Linked DNA regions of Mus musculus: regions 2 and 3 are each linked to region 1. A link is a contact called in public Hi-C and HiChIP or PLAC-seq data. All regions are on one chromosome and are shown on one strand. Each heading gives the region's core, a stretch centred on a gene start, on an enhancer-like site or on the middle of the called end of the contact. The rest is flanking DNA. Distances are from core to core; before and after follow the strand shown. Region 1 holds the start of Dgkh (diacylglycerol kinase, eta). Region 2 has its middle 58 kb from the start of Dgkh. Region 3 overlaps Dgkh (diacylglycerol kinase, eta).

Evidence for each region. Hi-C and Micro-C count contacts between places; a contact is called where the count stands out from the background. HiChIP or PLAC-seq counts read pairs in DNA pulled down with a chosen protein or histone mark.
Region 2: a contact with region 1 is called in an H3K4me3 HiChIP or PLAC-seq map of bone marrow-derived macrophages, with 2.6 times the contacts expected there. The contact joins the enhancer-like site here to the promoter of Dgkh in region 1. A contact is called at or near these places in 1 of 15 datasets of contacts at CTCF or cohesin (pro-B cells), 3 of 484 Hi-C or Micro-C datasets (bone marrow-derived macrophages and nephron progenitors), 4 of 115 datasets of contacts at active chromatin or transcription factors (bone marrow-derived dendritic cells, bone marrow-derived macrophages and embryonic stem cells) and 2 of 9 other capture datasets (adipose tissue and liver).
Region 3: a contact with region 1 is called in a Hi-C map of bone marrow, with 2.2 times the contacts expected there. The contact joins the enhancer-like site here to the promoter of Dgkh in region 1. A contact is called at or near these places in 15 of 484 Hi-C or Micro-C datasets (CD4 T cells, CD8 T cells, Th1 cells and 11 more), 11 of 115 datasets of contacts at active chromatin or transcription factors (bone marrow-derived macrophages, craniofacial prominence, effector CD8 T cells and 5 more) and 3 of 9 other capture datasets (adipose tissue, liver and pancreatic islet).

Annotation. Positions count from the first base shown.
Region 1 is chr14:78,730,646-78,734,605 of GRCm38.p6, reverse strand. It overlaps Dgkh (diacylglycerol kinase, eta), which reads left to right and starts at 1,877. Exons shown (of 30, transcript NM_001081336.2): 1 at 1,877-2,248. The coding sequence starts at 2,189.
Region 2 is chr14:78,788,662-78,792,621 of GRCm38.p6, reverse strand. No RefSeq gene overlaps it. Among named protein-coding and RNA genes, the nearest start is that of Dgkh, 58 kb to the right of the region's middle. Within about 2 kb of position 2,026, at least 13 of the 459 cell types and tissues checked have an H3K27ac peak or open chromatin away from gene starts, as enhancers often do. A contact at or near this core is called in bone marrow-derived macrophages and pro-B cells, where this site is marked.
Region 3 is chr14:78,690,502-78,694,461 of GRCm38.p6, reverse strand. The region is part of intron 2 of Dgkh (diacylglycerol kinase, eta); the gene reads left to right. Among named protein-coding and RNA genes, the nearest start is that of Dgkh, 40 kb to the left of the region's middle. Within about 2 kb of position 1,676, at least 34 of the 459 cell types and tissues checked have an H3K27ac peak or open chromatin away from gene starts, as enhancers often do. A contact at or near this core is called in CD8 T cells, Th1 cells, bone marrow and 4 more, where this site is marked.

The DNA.
Region 1 (3,960 bases), core at 628-3,127:
ACGGGGCCCACACACAAATAAGTAAAAATAGAGTAAAAACTTCAAAATTAGTAAGGAACATAATGCAGGCCAGAGCGGTGAGGGAGAGAAAGTGAAGGGAAGGGGAAAGCAACGAGAGAAGGGAGGAACCCAGGCTTTTTTTTTTCTCCTTTGCATGACTAAGTGAATTGTGGTGACATTTACGTAAGACTAGAGAGAAAAGTCAGCTGTCAGGAAAGCACATTGTTTTACACAGGCTGAAAATAAGGCCAGGGGGATAAAGGTAGACATTCCTGGTTAGGAAGTTGGCTGGCTTCTGGGCTGGAGAGATGGCTCAGTGATTAAGAGCACACACTGTCCTTGCCTTGCCGAGGACAGGGCGTTTGGTTTGGAGCACCCACACTGGGTGCCTCCTAACTCCAGCTCCAGGGATACTTACTGGATGCTTCTGGCCTCCATGAGAATTCGCACTCATATGCGCAAACCCACACACAGACACAGACACCTAAGTGAAAAAGAAAAGTCAAAAAAAAAAAAAGTAACAATATGCTTGAAAAAGAGAAGTTCGCTTCCGGTCTGGGATAGCTCAGTCGGCAGGTAGAATGCTCACCTAGATGGAATGAAGGGCTGGTTTTGAGTGAGCCCCAGTGTTCAGCTGTGATCCCAGGGCTGAGGTAAACGCAGCATGGTCAGACTGCTCACTCACCCCACTTAAACCTCATTCAAAGTAAATGAAGGACAGGCTATTTAGGCAGCAGGTTGGAGGCCACTGAACAAAGCATAGTCACTAACAAAGAAGACCCAACAGTCCAAGGGCCCATTTAAAGGAGAGATTCAGGAATGCAAATTTAGTCAGTCAAGTTATAGAAAGTGAGGGCTGGAAACCATCCAGTGGCTTAGCTCTCTCCACAATCCTTAGGTGACCTTTATGAGTGTAGCTTCAGCGGAATATTAGCCTCGGAAATTAGTATGACGTGGGAGCATGCTGGATCAAGTAGTGTTTTGATTTTTCGGTTTCAAAACGTGTGAATTCATCTGTCTACCAGACTAAGGGCCAGAAGATGGTGCTGGCAGGAGTCTGAAGTCCACGAGAGAGGAAATGACCCATGCAAATGCAGTCACTGCTCGGTTTGCAACTAGATGGAAACCATCTTCACTGCCAGTAAAGATGATTTCAGGAAAGATGATTTAAAAAATTGCTTGTTGCAATTTTCATTTTCTTTTTCCCGGAGAGCAGCAGGAGAGACAGTTGACATTTGAGCTCTCTCTCGGAACTGCCCCTGTCCCTAATTTGAGCAGAGCGCTCACAGCGGACCACAGACCGGCTCCTTAGCTGGTTTTCTTTCCACGAAATCTTTCAGCCATAGAAAATGAACAAAAGCAGGGCTCCCCAGACAGCCCAGCCAGACATCTCAGCTGCCGGAATAGGTGCTTGGGAGTGGCTCAGGGGTGCGAAGCGCAGCCTCGCTCTGTTGAAGCCAGGTACTGTCCTGGGCAATTGGCTCCAGGTTTAGCTCCCGAGGCGGCCGTCGGGGGCTACAGGCACCCGTGGCGAGGGATGCCAAGGGGAAAGGGTGCCAGGTTCCGCTCGTCCGGCGCAAGCTACTCATCCCCGACATCCCCCGATTCTTCTGGCGATCCGGGCCCCGCGGCGCGGTTGCCTCTTTTAGCCGCACCACTGCCCGGTGCCCGTGACCACCCGGTGGCTGCTTTCGGTTCCGCGCCTTATATGGCCTGGCAGGGGGGTCACGTGCGTCCCGGGCCGCCCGCCGGGAGGGGCCGCTGGGGGAGGGGCGGACGGCGGGAGAAAAGGGGAGGGAGTCGGAGGCGGAGACAGGAGAGAGAGAGGGGCGGATTCTGCGGCCGTGGGAGGCGGCGGCGGCTTGAGGAGCCGAGCGCTCGCCGCCGCGCCGTGGAGCGGGACTCAGGCGGCTGCGGAGGCGGTGGCGGAGGAAGGGACCGGCGCGGGGGCGGGCGAGCGCGGCGGAAGCCAGAGAACGCGGGAGGGCCCGTGGCTGGCCCCGGGCAGGAGCCAGGGCGGCAGCGACAGCGATCCCAGCGAGGGAGGCGCAGGCAGCGGCGGCGGCAGCGACAGCGATCCCAGCGAGGGAGGCGCAGGCAGCGGCGGCGGCAGCGGCGGCGGCAGCGGCAGCGGCAGCGGGGGCCGGTGTCCGTGCGCCCCGGCGGCCAGCGGGCGCGGGCCGGCGCGATGGAGCCTCAGCACGTGCGCCCCGTGCTTGGAGCCCAGAGCCCGGCCTGGGAGGAACCGGTGGGTACCGCGCCCGCGCCCACCCCTCCCGCTTGTCCTTGCTCCCTGCCTCCCCCTCCCGGCCCATGTTCCGTTCAGGAAGCGGTCCGGGATGAGGTCCCCAGCTGCTTCCCAGCCGGGGCAGCGCTTCCTCCGGCGCCCGGGCTCCTCCTTGCTCGCCGCCCGAAGCGCCTTTGTCCGGTCGGCCTCTGGCGACGGTCCTTAGAGGACCGTTTCCGCGCTTCATCCTTTTCCCAACTTTGCACTTCATTCCCGAGTGTGGCGCGGCGGCCCGGGGAGTGGAGGCGACGGGGTTGCGCGGTCAGCGGGTGGCGCCGGGAGGAGACGGGGCTCACCTCTTGACCGCGCCCTGGCAGTCACCTGGGCACGCAGGTTCCCAAGGACCGCCGCCTGTGGAGGCTGGTGGCTGCCAGAAGCCCAGAGCCACGCCTCCGACTCGAGTGGCCGCGGCTGCCCTGAACAGTTCCGAGGGTCAGGGGACCTGGACCGGGATCCAGCCACCGGCTAACTTCGCTTTCGCCTGGATCTCACAGCACACGCCACGCGTAGATTGAGTCACTTTAGGGGCTCAGAGTGTTGCGTGTGAGAAGAGTCGAGGTCTTTGGATTTATTCCCTAAACTCCTTTAACTTATTTCTTGCACCTCAAACTGAGCCGTCTGTTATCCATCCATCCCTTCAGGGATTCCTCCCAGGAATCCCCGTCCTGCGTAGACCCTTGTAATCTTGAGTGGGCAATGAATTTTGGCTCTGCATACCCTATCTACGTATTTCTTAGTCCTTTTTGATTGACGTTGTGAACCGTCTCAAAAGCCTGGTCCAAAATTTCTGGCTTCATCCTTGCTGCGGTGCTGTTCTGATGATGTTTTCCCAGGGACTTCCTGAGTCTGCTCAGGCGGGCCCTCTGCCTGTTGAGAGCTTGTAGGTCAGGTGCCAGGCTTGCTTCTCCTTTTCTTACCCATAGACTTCCAGCCGGTTTGCCAGGGTACGATTCGCTGCCTCCTGCTTCCTGACCTTTCAGGAGTGTCCTTCGACTTTGATCCATCTGCAACTGCTTTTGCTTTTGTGAGTTTGCACGTTAGGTAGCCCATCTGTTCGTGTTCTATTGCGATCATCATTAGGGAGTAAGCTATTCTTGGTTAAAAATACAATTCATTCAGTCTTGACATTTAAGATCATTGGGAATGAAATCCAGCGACCTGTTTTGAACTTTACTAAATAAAATCCTATCAGCTTCCACCACTTACAGCGGGAAGCTCCAAGTCATGTGTAGTGCTTTTTGGGTGCTGAATGCTAGGACTTCACCGCAGTTAGAAAATTAGAGAACCTCCGGCTTTCTTCTCCAAAGTGCTAAGAAACAGAGTGCTTTCTTATTCTCCTAGAAAATCTTCAGTGCTAGTCTCGCCACATGAACGTTTAAAGCTAAAACCTTCACAGAGAAGCGAGATGGAGCAGGAGCAGTGGCTAAATGTTGAACTCTTCAAAACTTGGCGTATGTAAGTGGCTAAGGCATTTTATTAGTTCAGCAGATATTCTTATCCAACACCTATCGTGTTCTGAGATTGTTGGGCAAGCTGTTAACTCTCAGACAAGCTTTGTCCCCAAGAACCTTACTTTATAGCTGAAGGTTGACATCTATTCAAGTGTGTGTCATAAAAAGTTCTCATGAGTGATTTTATTCAGAACTTTGTGTAATGACTACAATATTTAAGGA
Region 2 (3,960 bases), core at 777-3,276, 58 kb before region 1:
AGGTAGCAATGAACCTGGCAGGAAATTTAGCTGTAATTTAATTTTGTCTGTATGCCTGCCTGCCTGTCTGTCTGTGTCTGTAGGTAGCTGTGATCACAGAAAAGGTCAGTTTTAGTTCTTTGGAGATTAGAGCATTGATGAGAGAAAGACAAGGATTTCCACATGGAAAATAACAACTCTGACCTAGTTACCAGAAGTAGGCCACAAGGCAGAGGCGGGGTCCTTAATACACACGGTAAATCTAGAGCAATCCAGAAATTCCATGTCGTCCTACAAATCTATCTCGAACAAGCATGCACATGTGCACGCAGCCCGTTAGCTGCAGCACTGTAGGTAACTGATAGACATTGAAACAAATGAGTGGGTGGAGTTGTGATCACATGACTAAAGAAGAGCATATCATAGAGATTGCCAAAGTATCCCATCACTTGGAAGAAACTGAGATACATGCAAACTGAAAGAATTGAGTACACCGGAGCAGAGACAGACAGACAGACAGACATGCACAGGCAAACATGCATACATGCAGAAGGGGGCACATTCGTACCCTTGTGGTACCCATATATTAGGTAGTGTCCATTTAGGCAAACAGGAACAATCTGGAGAGATGGCTCAGAGGTTAAGAGCACTTCCGGCTTTTGCAGGTGGCCCAGGTTCAGTTCCCAGCACCTCACAATGATTTGCAACTCCAGTTCCAGCCACAACCATTTGTAACTCCAGGTCCACTGGATGTGATGCCCTAATCTGGCCTCCTTAAGCACCAGGCATGCAGACAGTGCACAGGCGTTTGTGTAAGCAAAATGCTCATTTGCATATATATATCTTTTAAATTTTAAAGAGAAACCATTCTAAGGATTTCAAATAAATAGAGCACAGTTGTTGATTAAAAATTGGTACAGACCCTAAAGGAGAAGGTGTCTTTACCCAAAAGGAATCAACTTTAGGAAATCAATAACATGTATGAAATCAAAAGAAAATGATGCTCAAGAGAGCTGGACGGAGGAGCTCTCTTAGGTGACCAACCTCTTACGGTGGTTCCTTCTGAGTTCTCATTGGGTTGACAGATGGTTCTAAAATATCAGCTTATGGCTATCATAGTGAATATTTTATAGGACTAACAACTTGTTTCAGGAGAGGGGTTCTTTGTTAATCCCTTAGTATAATGAGCTGCTTGTAGATGCTTTATTATTTTGTAAACCCTGGATAAGATGGACTTTGCAACCATAATATTTTCAGAAATACTCCAAGAATAACTTCATTTTGAACTATTTGGGAAAGTTTGTTTAGAACTGAATAATGAAGGATTGGGTAGTGTGTTTTAATAGAAACATGCATTGAACTTTATCAGGAGCCAGCAGCGTTGGTTTACTTACAACAGTGTGAGGGGTTTGCTGCCAGCATTTCTTGGTCACCATTCAGATTGTCCAGGCCTCACCTGCTTCATAGTCCGGCTCCTTCCATGGCAACTCTGTGTGTGCAGGCTACAGTTTCCTGCAAACATGATCTGGTAGCATCTGTCCTTGGAACAAGGCAGTCTCAGGCTCATTTGTTGACCTGGAGGCAGAGTGTAGTAGAAGCACTCTGGCAGACAAACCACCTGTGGGGACAGGGCAGAATTCTTAAGGGAGGAGAACTGTGCCTAATGCTTCCCCCATGGGGCTGGGGTGGGACTGGAGGGACAGCCCTGGTTTCACAAGGCAGTTCAGCATCCTGAGAGAGGATGCAATGTGCTTGTATCCCTGTCCTGCTTCACTCTCCTCTCTCATACCTCTCTGAGCCACTCTCCCTTGTACTTAAGTGTGTACTTCGGGAACTGCATTGTGGAGAACACAAGCCAGGACTAAGCACTATAGAATACTGCAGCTCTAATGAAGGTACAGCTCAGAGGAAAAATAGATTGAACAGAGCTCCAGTTGTGTCCATTTCCATAACATTTAGCAAAATGGGCAGAACTCCACTCACTGGGGAAACAGCGGGAGAAGACAGGCATGGGTCTTCCCCTGAATCTCTCATCTGCTCTACTTCTGTTTTTTCTGCTTCTCTTTTGCCTCTGCTGTGCTTCCTCTTCTGTAGATGACATGGAAACCAAGTGCTGGGGCTGCTAAGGGGGCTCTCCCACCTTACATTTCCTGTGCAAACACATCCATTAAGGATAACTCCTGCTTTCTCTGCAGCCAGGATCCTTGGGTCCTCCACAAAGGAAGATGTATGAGTTTACACAAAGAGGCTGAATCTAAATGGCTCTACTTCATGCTTCCTCTCTTCACTTTAGGATCCTTCTACCTGTAGGAAACAGATTTCCAGCCCTCTAGGCAGGAACGTTCAGAGTCAGAGTCTGACTAGGGAAAGCTAACACTTTGTAACTGAGCCAAGACTGGCTTGGGTAATTCCCTTTCTGTCCAGGGTGCAATACAATCTAGCCAATGTATCATGTTGCACACAGGCTCTGATCAGTGATAAATATGACATCACCACCTTCTATCATTTGTACCCTGCATCTGTTTCCCAATTTGCTCTAAGCCTGCACGTATACTTTATATTGTGTAAGTTTGATCTTCTATGTACCCAATTTCCACATCGTGAATTCAGCCAGCTCTTAGTAAAAACATATTTTAAAGTGATTACTTCTATACTGAATATGTCTAGTCTTTTATACTTACTATTCTTTCCTTAAAAACATATAATGATGATGATGATGATGATAATAATAAAAATAACGATTCACAGTATTTACGTAGTATTACATATTGTTGGGAGCCGCCCCCACATTCGCCGTTACAAGATGGCGCTGACATCCTGTGTTCTAAGTGGTAAACAAATAATCTGCGCATGTGCCAAGGGTATCTTATGACTACTTGTGCTCTGCCTTCCCCGTGACGTCAACTCGGCCGATGGGCTGCAGCCAATCAGGGAGTGACACGTCCGAGGCGAAGGAGAATGCTCCTTAAGAGGGACGGGGTTTCGTTTTTTCTCTCTCTTGCTTCTTGCTCTCTTTTCCTGAAGATGTAAGAATAAAGCTTTGCCGCAGAAGATTCTGGTCTGTGGTGTTCTTCCTGGCCGGTCGTGAGAACGCGTCGAATAACAATTGGTGCCGAATTCCGGGACGAGAAAATCCGGGACGAGAAAAAACTCCGGACTGGCGCAGGAGGGATACTTCATTCCAGAACCAGAACTGCGAATCAAGGTTATAAGGTTCCCGTAACACAGACTGTTGAGAAGGATTCAACTGCCGAATTCAGAACTCATCAGCTGGGGAACGACGGTGATAAAGGTTCCCGTAAAGCAGACTGTTGAGAAGGATTCAACTGCCGAATTCAGAACTCATCAGCTGGGGAACGACGGTGATAAAGGTTCCCGTAAAGCAGACTGTTAAGAAGGATTCAACTGTATGAATTCAGAACTTTTCAGCTGGGGAACGAGGTAAGTCTGATCTTGAACTTTCTAAGGAAATTCAGGACAGTCTATCAGAAGTAAAGTGGAAAATGTTTGGCCTTGAATTTTTTCTAGTGTTAGGAGCCCTTTTGTTCCTTTTCACATGTTATATAGTGCTTAAGGCAGGGCTAAAAATTCTAGAGGAAATTCAGGACAGTCTATCAGAAGTAAAGCGGAGAGAGAGAGTAGGAACAAGGAGAAACGGTAAGTATACAGGCCTTTCCAAGGGTCTTGAACCCGAGGAAAAGTTAAGGTTAGGTAGGAATACCTGGAGAGAGATTAGAAGAAAAAGAGGAAAAAGGGAGAAGAAAAAAGATCGATTAGCGGAGGTCTCTAGGAGATACTCGTCACTAGATGAGCTCAGGAAGCCAGCTCTTAGTAGTTCTGAAGCAGATGAAGAATCCTCCTCTGAGGAAACAGACTGGGAGGAAGAAGCAGCCCATTACCAGCCAGCTAATCGGTCAAGAAAAAAGCCAAAAGCGGCTGGCGAAGGCCAGTTTGCTAATTGGCCTCAGGGCAATCGGCTAC
Region 3 (3,960 bases), core at 427-2,926, 40 kb after region 1:
GAGTACGTGAATAACATGGCTGATTATAATATTTTTGATTCCTCTTTCTCTTTCTTCATTTGAAAACCTGTTCATGTATGTGTGTGCATGTGACATGTATCCTGTGGACCTGTGCCATGACACCTGTGCGGAGGTCAGAGGACAGCTTGGAGAATTCCGTTCTGTTTCCCCTTGTATGGTCTAGGGATCTCAGGCTGGTTGGCAGGTGTCCACTGAGCCATGTCTTCTAGTCTCCTCATTCTCCGTTCCATTTTTTTTTCTCTCTGAGGTTTGCTCTATTGTCTGTTGGATTTTTTCTTTTTTATTGTTGAGAATTGCTGGGTTGGCCTAATTTTCCATATTGTGTTTGGTAATTTAATGTCTGTTTTACCCAAATAGAAAAATTAAGTGCTGCCTCATGCTATACTTCAGGTTCTTCCATCCTTACTGTACCCACTACTTCAGACTTGTTGATATGGTTGGGTCTACAGAACAACTCACGGCTTCGGGTCAGATGGATGGGTTTAGGGGAGGTGTTAAAAGGCCTGGTTTTGGGTTGGCCAGATTCTGTTCTTAGAAAGTGCTGTCTTTCCTATCCTAAAGGCTGGTGAGTGCTTGTGGGGACGGGGCTCTGCCTTCTGGGAGTTCCAGAGACATGACCCCCACCTTCCCCACATCTCCGGCATTTACACTGTGATTTCAGAAACCCACACATGGGCAGTATTTAAATAAAATATGTCAAGTGAGGGTCATGGTTGGCATAATGAAACAGAGAGCGGTTTTCATTTCAGAGAGCGATCTCCAGAAATCTTCCCGTGAGAGCGACATTCTCTACAAGTTACTGAGGGCAAGCACTTCAGGGTGAAGGAGAAGCCGGGTCTGCAGTGTTAGTTAGAGCAGGCTCTTCCCCAGTTAGTTTTTTTATTTGTTCGTCCGAGGAAGCCAGAAGATGGTGTTGGATCTCCTGGAACCAGAGTTACAGACTATTGTGAGCCTTGTGGGTGCTAGGAACTAATCCCAGGTTCGCTACAAAAACTCTAACCACTGAGCCATCTCTCCAGCCCCACCAGCTCTCTTCTCTTGAGAGAGAGTTACTGTGTTTCTGAAGCAGAGGCTTTTTTAAACTTCACAGTAAACTAAACTTGCCTGTGTCTGAGACTGTACATGATTGGCTCCCATTGCTTGTCTTAGAGCAAAATTAATGTCTGCAAAATAATGTTAGCATCCAAAGCGTCAATTGATATTTTGTAAATTTGGGCTAGGGTCTTACTATATAGCCTTTAATCCGAAGCTCTAGTGTATGCCACCACACATGGCTCTTAATAATTTCAAATAATCATTTTTATCTAGGTGGACCACTCTACTTCGTTCAGAGAAGGCAGCCAATATTTGATGCCCATTATTAAGGACAGCAATTCAAGTCTCTATTCTCTCTCTCTACATCTCTCTCTCTACGTCTCTCTCTCTATATATAAATTTATTAAAAGGAAATTTCAGCATAAACCTTGAAGAGGTGCTAAAAGAAAGACTAAGACATACCCAAGTGTGGATATGGGCTTCTCAGGGGAGTGTCACCAAATTCCCAGACTCTTTATCCTTACAGTTTACATTTGCTTTCGCACTAAAGCCTCCACACTGTCCTCATTTGCTTTAAAGCATCCCCAGGGCCCGGCACAGGACTTCCTGAATCTTGTGAGCAAAAGTGTGGGCATGAATAGTCAGCCAGTTCTCGAGCTTTGGGAATATGGAGAGCTAAAATCGTTTATGCCAGGGGCTCTTACTGCTGAAAGCCTTGTTCTATTTCAGTTTTAGGAAATGAGTTCTAGAAATTTCTACCTCAGCTACAGCAACAGTAGTAGTTTCAGGAACATATGTGGTACTTCAGGGCTCCGTACAAACAAAAACTGCTCAGATCATGTGAATTTTAAAGATTAATGAATTCAAAAAAGGATGTTTATTTTAATGATGACATTCAGTAAATATGCTGCCAGTTGTCAGCACTTAGGAACGGTTGAGCAAAATAGAAAACAAAAATAAACAAGCAAATATCAAAATGAAAGAAACAAAACAAACTACTAAGGAGAGAATGAGATCTTGCCTGAAGGAACTTGCAAATTAAATCCAGAGTTGATCTGCCCAGAGTGATCTGCCCTGTTGTGACAGAAGGAAGGTGGTGACACCAGGAAGTGGCAATAAGATGGGAGAGGACAGGGCCACACCTTTCCTTTAGTGCCCTGCAGGCGGGCCACCCTTCCTTTCTGTTTTATTCGTCTGTGATACTCAGATGGAGAAACCACACTGGGTTGTGCAGTAATGCAGGGGTCCAGATTCACAGAGCCACTTCACAGGGCCGTGGGGGAGCCAGGGAACCAGGGAGGGAGGCAGGATGAACTGCTTGCTGGGTGCTTGCTGGGGATGGGAGTTAACCTAGCCTGGCATCACCAGGAGGGCACCTAGCCCTTTCTGTGCTCTGACCTGGGGTTCTGCATATCTTCCAGCACCTACCAGCCGGCTGCCCCTGCAACCCCAGCTTGTCCCACTGCCCACACCCTCTTATTTGCTGCTCTCCTTTCCTTGATTTTTCTTCTTGAACACCTTCTTCAAAGAGCCTGGATTGCTAGAACAGTCTCCAAAGGCTTAAGAGAAATACCGACACAAAACAAGTTCCATCCCTCTTAAAAGAGAGAAAAATACCCTATAGCCAGCTATTTTTCCTCCTTTAGACCCTTTCAAGACAAATAAAAGTGGATCTGATACTACGTCCCCTAAGCCCCCATGAAGGGGCTGCAAAGATGTCTCAGTGGTTAAGAGTACTTAATGTTCTTGCAGAGGACCCAAGTTCAGTTCTCAGCATTCCTGGGGCAGTGCAAACAGTGCAGGTAACTCAGTTCCAGGGCACCCAATGCTCTCCTCTGTGAATTCCTCCTTCAGGAATGTGTATACATAAACGCTCACAGGCTCACACAATACTCAAAATCAATAAGCAGGCAAACCAAAACAACCTTTAAAACCAGTGCCGAGAAGTGTGAGGGAGCCAGGAGGAGTGTTGAGCATCCCAGGAGGAGGAAGTGAATGGATCCAACCAACACAGACTGAAGTGGGGTCATGGCTACAGATGGAGATGGCTCATAAACCTTAATCCCAATGTAGATATGATTCTCAGTAATAAAAGAGCTCCCATTTATCGGTGTCCATGTGAGCACATTCAGTATGTGGCATGAAGGTGTGTGCACACATGTGTTCTTTATGTGTTGACAGATACTTGAGGCATAAAATGGATGTAAGAGACAATTTGTCTGGGCTGTGTTTATTCACAGGTATCTCTTGGATGTTCTTTGCTGGCTGTTCATCCTCTTGTTGTGCAAACATAAATAGTACAGTCTGCTCTTTCTTAGCTCCTGCATCATAGGAAATGATCCCATCTGCTATTCAGTGCTGTGTGTAAAAGTGCTTGTGAGGTTTTAGCTGAGGTGTAAATATTTAAAACAATGAGATTCTTTTTGTGGGGGTTGGGATGGGTGGAGGGAAGTTATTCATAATAGCTTGATTCATCCTAAGAGGTTCACGATTAAAAATTGACACTAAGGGTAATTTACATAAATATAGGCTGTCGTTAACAAAAAAGTGTGTTTTGGGTGTTTAGGGATGCATGTAGTGTCTGTGTGTGTTTGTCTGCTAATGTGTGGGTGCACATGTAGAGCCCAGAGGTTCTTATCTAGAGTCTTTCTCAGTTGCCCTCCACTTTCTTTTAAGACAGAATTTCTTATAGAAACTGGAGCTTGCATAATGGCTATTTTGTCTGAGCAGAGAGTTCTGGGGGTGTGTCTCTCTCTCCCCCTAGTCCCCCACAGCAGGGTCAGAGATGAGCCCTGTCACGCTCGGCTTTTGCCTGGGCACTGGGGATCCAAACTCAGACCCTTAGTCTTGTTCAGCAAACGTGGGGCTGCCTCCCCAACCACACTAAGAACATATTCTGTCACA